Regions from separate parts of the Xenopus laevis genome. Here region 1 is linked to region 2. The links are chromatin contacts, called in public Hi-C maps. All regions are on one chromosome and are shown on one strand. Each heading gives the region's core, a stretch centred on a gene start, on an enhancer-like site or on the middle of the called end of the contact. The rest is flanking DNA. Distances are from core to core; before and after follow the strand shown. Region 1 has its middle 18 kb from the start of ddx49.L. Region 2 holds the start of homer3.L (homer scaffold protein 3 L homeolog).

Region 1 (2,858 bases), core at 356-2,855, 75 kb after region 2:
GCCCTTGTTCTTTCAATTGACTACTTGGTGGTCAGGCTGGTGGTAAAATAAAAGCAGATGGCGCTGTTGTAACAAAATTCATTCAGGTTAACAGTGCATGTATCCCTTAATGTCTTGGAATAAAAAATAAAGATCAATATACATTGCAAAAGTGCTTAGAATTGCACCATCATCAATTTTACATTCGCTTATTTCAAAGGTTTACTTCTCTCTCCTGAGTCTACATCAGACTGCTGCACAGATGTTAGAAAACAGGAATAAAAGCAGTTATTTCTTGTAAAAATAGGATACAGCCTCTCCCAAACTCTCTCCAACAAAACAAGGTGACTTGCTAAATTAGAAGAGCAGAGAGCTTCCCAGCTGGAAAAAAATTCCTAGGGAATTGTAACTATGCTCTATTAATAGTAACAGTAAAAATACACTAATGACCGGGGCCTGGGGCCTATTTATACATTTTAGCCACCTGGCAACTTCCCACAAGGTGTAGCTGTCGCTTAGTCTAACCAATAAGCTAATTTTAAAATTAAAATATATATTGTAAATTTTTTATGTTTATTCTTGATTTTGAGATGTATTTTTCAGTCTAGTCTGTGTAAAGACACGTCGACAATGTAAAGACACGTCGACAATATTATTGCATTGTACAAATAGGAAAATATCCATTGCAGACCTGCTCTCATATCATAGATATACACACTTATATTTAAGTATGACCCTTCATTTAAAATGGTCACCCTTTAATGTTATCCTAAATGGAGGACATAGTTATTAAATTATAATGCACAAGAGCCATGAATATCCTCTAAATGATATCCTTATAAATGGACCTAAGTGACGTCATAAATCATAATTGGTGCATAGTGATGTAATGTCAAATACAAATAAATAATGTACCCCCTGTTGAAAAATATGAGGATATTAATAGTCATCTCAGACTTCCATGACCTTTATAAAAGAACTTGGCCTTTGGTCTTGTGCTTTTATTTGGTCATGAAACTCCTCCGTGACATAAAATGCTTATATAGTACAATAGGGGGTACTTTATTCACTATATAAACATTCAGACCACACCCTAGAACAGTAGCAGCTTTCCTTTGGTTTTCCTTACATAGCCAACAATTGAAAATATGTGAGCCAATCATAAGAGTTTCCCTCGGGCCATGGGCCGATCATACAAGTAAATGAGATACCCATAAAGTAAATAACTACATGCAACCTATAGTGGGAAGTGTTTATTCCCCCCCCCCCTTCGCTCTGTTTACATTGACTCTTGTTAGTGGTGGTTAGACAATCAATTCAGTGTAGCACAGGTTACCTTGCTATTAACATATATTATAATAAAAGAAACCTATAAACCCCCCTGACACAAAATACCATCATTTGCTAATAAAACACTATCTCAAGGAACAAATAAGCCTACATTAGAGGGGTGCAAAACAATGCAAGAATACATACCATACTACAAAATGTGCAGTTTATCACCATTATAAAAGGCTTGTCATAGTGAAAACAATTGTATAAGGTATTGTGTATAGGTTTGGCCACAACTAGACTACCTGGAGAGCAGCCGGTGTGACTGTACCTGGCCCTGCCCCCTCCAGTTTTGCACCCAGACCTGTGCTCATCTACTTTCACCACTGCCACAAGAAGAGGCTTTAAAGCAGGACTCCCTGCAAGGGATCAGAAGGTAATATATGGAGGTTCATCTCTGGGCAGAAAGTTGCTATCTGTGCAGAATGCCTGGAACCTGGGTCTCAGAACTAAGTGCCCGGTCTAGCTAGTGAAAAAAGTTTATATTATAGCTCACTGCAGCAGTAAAAAGGGAATTAAGACCAGGTAGGAAGGGCAATCTGGTGCCCCAACAAGGAGTAACGTAGGGGTTAGTACCCTAGCACATACCCTGCCAGTCAAGGTCACATCTGACAGCACAGGATAGTGTTTACCCCTAATAACAAAGCTGCACAGTCCTAGGATTCGACTGTTCAGCACCTGGTGTTGAGCAATACCTCTGGGATTTTTTTTTAATGTCAAGTTGCTGTTGCCTTTCTCTGGATTAAATAAATTCCTATACTAATATATAAAAAAGTGGATGGTGGAAGTATTGATTATACACCAAAACTCAAATATTCATGGAAAAAACAACTCAAACATTAATAAAACTGCCCCTAAATATAAGGAGTGAAGATGTACTTGCTCATAAGGAATGGTGAATTGTAAAATACTAAAATGGTTTCTATCTCTGACAATGGATTAACGGGAATCTTAAGAATCATGTTTTGTAATTTTCTACTTGCTAGATAGTGGGAAAAAATATTCCAGTAGAATATCATGTATTGCTATGCAAACTAGCCATCTCTGGGCCAATCAGATAAAAGCTATAAATAACACTTTGCTCACTTTACATTTGCGGATCTGTCGCCCTGCCAGGAGTATGACGGTTACCTTCATTTGTGGGACTGAAGCATCTGGCAATCATATCACCATGAAGGAATTGATATGTGGGTGATATTGGGCATATTTGCAACTAGGTAGTAAGCACGGATTATGTTTTTTTTTCAGCTAGCTACAGGTAGAGGAATACATTTGACTGGTTGCCATAGGGTACTGCCAAGGTGCAAATTTGCTGATAAATGAGCCCCTTGAGTCTGTAGCAAACAGTAACAGACATTGTGCCTACTTCTTCTGCCTATAAAAATTCAGTAAGCCACTAGAATTTTTCCCAATTCATTAAAATAAAGGCATGCAGACCTCCTTTCACAACCATTCCTAATACTTCAAGGCCACCACCTTGGCTTTGCCTGTCTTACCTTCCTGTTGGCAAAAATCAGTGGTGTGAATGTACATTGTTGCTACTCCTT
Region 2 (2,957 bases), core at 394-2,893:
AATTAGATACATCTCCCCCCGTGGCAACCCAGAGGGTACCAAATATAAAGTTCTCCTTATTCAGTCCAATGCACAGTTCCTTCTATACAGGTAACAGGGCAGAGAATCTTTTGACATCAATCCACAGAATGAGGCACAGTTCAGCATACATTGTTCTTCTCTAGGTAACTCCACAATTAAAGGCACAGGGTACTTTTGGGTGACTCAATAGCGTAACAATACCTTTAGCTTGCTGAGTTCCTCCAATAAGCACTCCTCCGCAGGGGTAGGGGAATCCAAACTGTTGGAGGGAGTCTTCCTGCTGTAGCTAGGGTAGATTCCAGAGAGGTGCCAAGCAGGCCTGGACTGGCAATCTGTGGGTTCTGGCAAATGCCAGAGGGGCTTTTGTAAGTTCCCATAGAGTTGGGCTGGTGGGAGGCTGCTTGTGCCTTTGTGTACTTGGAATGCCAGGGCCTATTTTGATTCCCAGTCTGGACCTGGTGCCAAGGTGGGCTGCCCTGCCACACCCAAGATGCTCCCATTGTCTCTAAAGAATATGCCTCTGCTGCAACCACAACAACAACCTCCACTTCCCAGACCAACAATACTTTGTTTTTGTAGCGGGACAGATTTTGCCAGACCCCCTGGGATAAACCCAGTGTCAGACTGGCCCACTGGGATACAGGAAAACTCCCAATGGGCCCAGGTGTCAGTGGGTCCTCTTGCTTCTAACCATTTTGCCTATTTCATGGTCATTCCCTATTTCTTTAAGGGGCTTAATTATGGAAGAATAGAGTATAGTATGTAGAGATAAAAGACTAGGAGAATAAAGAGGTTGAGAGAAGGAATAATAGTTTGGAAAGTGGGCCCGCAGTCTAAGGTTTTCTGGTGAGCCCGACATCCCAGTCCCACACTGGATAAACTGGTATGTCCACTATACAATAGTGGGGGGGGTACTGTCCAGTGCCTTTCCCTGTCTTTTAATACTGAAAATGGGGGAAAGTATGGGGGAATTATGAAAAAAAAAGGCGCAAGCACATTCCAGTAGCCAAACCACATGTCCTTTTCTAGCTCAGCATTTGTCACACTAAACATTCTCCAAAGCATGGACAAAACTGTTTCTTTTCAAGAGCCAGTAAAGTTAACAAAGTGACCATCGGCAGGGGGAGCCATTGAGTCTGCAAACTGTCTGGAAATAAAGTGAAGAGAGAGAAAAAATAGGAAAAATGTAATGGGATGGGGCAGTGGGGAGGAAGGAGAACAAATCAGCTTAGAACAAAAGGAGAACAAGCTATAGAGGGTGTTCTGCAAGGGGACTGGGAGCGGTTGCTAAGCATTCTGGGAGTGTGGTACACACAGGGTTATTGTGGCTACATGCTGGGGGCAGGGGGGGCTAAGGGAAGGTTCGTACATAGCGGGGATGAGACCGGCAGAGCTACTGGAAAGTGACTGAAAGTTGCCCTTCAACTGGAGCCAGCGAGAGAGACAGAGAGAAGCTGCTCCCGTGTCTGCTCCGTCCTGCACGCTCAGCTCTTTGTGTCTGGGAGAGAGAGAAAGAGAGAGAGGAAGAGGCGAGAAGGGGCGGCAGGAGCAAATAACGGACTGGGAAGTGGGAAATTCACAGGAAATTTAAGAGCATCCGGCCTGACACAGGGAACAGGGACACGGTGCAAAGTGACACAGGGGCCACAGGAAACTCACATGGGAAAGGAGTGTGGGTGAGTAATTAGCTCTCAGACTCGACTACATGCAACACATGAGCAATGCTGATTTATCAATAGTCTGTGCTGTTATATGCCACATGTAAGCATCATTTAGGGATGAATCCCTGTTTTACCTTATAAACACGTGTGTGCCTATTCATATATCTGTGCGTATATAGGTATTCATTAGAAATGGTATGGTCATACTCATAGTGCTTCATATATGTTCTGTGTCATTCTCCTGTATTTCATCTGAGAGGCTTCTTAACTCCTTGGTCCCTGAGCCGGTCCTGACAGTACATTTATTTGCAGGCGCCTTTCTTTCAGAGCAGCTGTTAAAACCAAAGAAGGATTTTCCTGTTAGTGGAAAAAGCCAATTAGCGACTAGCATGACAGAGCTGAGTGCAGCATATGATATACTGCCAGCTGTGCCAATCTATGTGTATGTCAATCATCCTTCCGTCTGATGGCTATAAGCAGACTTTCTGTGTTGTGTGGCTAAGTATTAAGCACTTCTGTAGTCCTGTTGTAATAGCAAGTGGTTGTGTGCATGTCACAGAATCTTTCTAGCCCAACGTGCAGTCATGCTGAGACTTTCTTTTTTTGGTGTGTAATTTATGCTACAGCGCTGTACAGAAACATATAATTTTGAGCACAGAGTTCTCTCTCTCTCTTTTCACATCAGTATGGGGGGGGTTTTAAAATTTTCATCTTTCTCTGTGATCCCATCCTAGTATTTAGCTGGCGCTAGAAAGAAAAGCGGAGTTTCTCACCAGTACGGTACTAAAAAAAAAAAAGTACAAGTTTGAAGCGTATTCCAGTGAGGGTAAAATGCTCTGACATGTGGAGTCAACAAGCATAAAGCAAATGTCACACTCTCCTTGGTTGCCTCTGCTGAACGCTAGCCCCTTTGACAGTGCACAAGACAAAAGTACAAGACATAAGAGTTACGCTTCCTCCTCTATGGATTGCCTGCATTTTTATGAGCACTGTTTGTCCTGCTATATGATTAATGATAGGCAGGTGTGTTGAGAACATTTGGTGAGTGATCTGTAAAGTAAAATGCAGATGCTCTCAAAAAAAAAAAAAAAAAACCCTGAAGTCTGCATTTCCTTTGAGAAATGCTTAAATGGTGGAATTAGTCCAGCACTGGATGAAAAAAGAGAACTAAAGTGTTATGTATTAAATGTGGGGTAGGGGGCAATCCACCATGTTTCTTTGCACATTGCACCCTGCCCTTAGAAAAATTGCCATAGGTCTTTGCACTTCAAAATG

Evidence for each region. A called contact is a pair of places that touch in the nucleus more often than the background predicts.
Region 1: a contact with region 2 is called in a Hi-C map of animal cap, with 4 times the contacts expected there. The contact joins the enhancer-like site here to the promoter of homer3.L in region 2. A contact is called at or near these places in 3 of 4 Hi-C or Micro-C datasets (the XL177 cell line, the XTC cell line and animal cap).

What each region holds. Positions count from the first base shown.
Region 1 is chr1L:124,478,991-124,481,848 of Xenopus_laevis_v10.1, forward strand. No RefSeq gene overlaps it. Among protein-coding and RNA genes, the nearest start is that of ddx49.L, 18 kb to the right of the region's middle. Within about 2 kb of position 1,606, at least 1 of the 7 cell types and tissues checked has an H3K27ac peak or open chromatin away from gene starts, as enhancers often do. A contact at or near this core is called in animal cap, where this site is marked.
Region 2 is chr1L:124,403,699-124,406,655 of Xenopus_laevis_v10.1, forward strand. homer3.L (homer scaffold protein 3 L homeolog) reads left to right here and starts at 1,644. Exons shown (of 10, transcript NM_001087155.1): 1 at 1,644-1,697.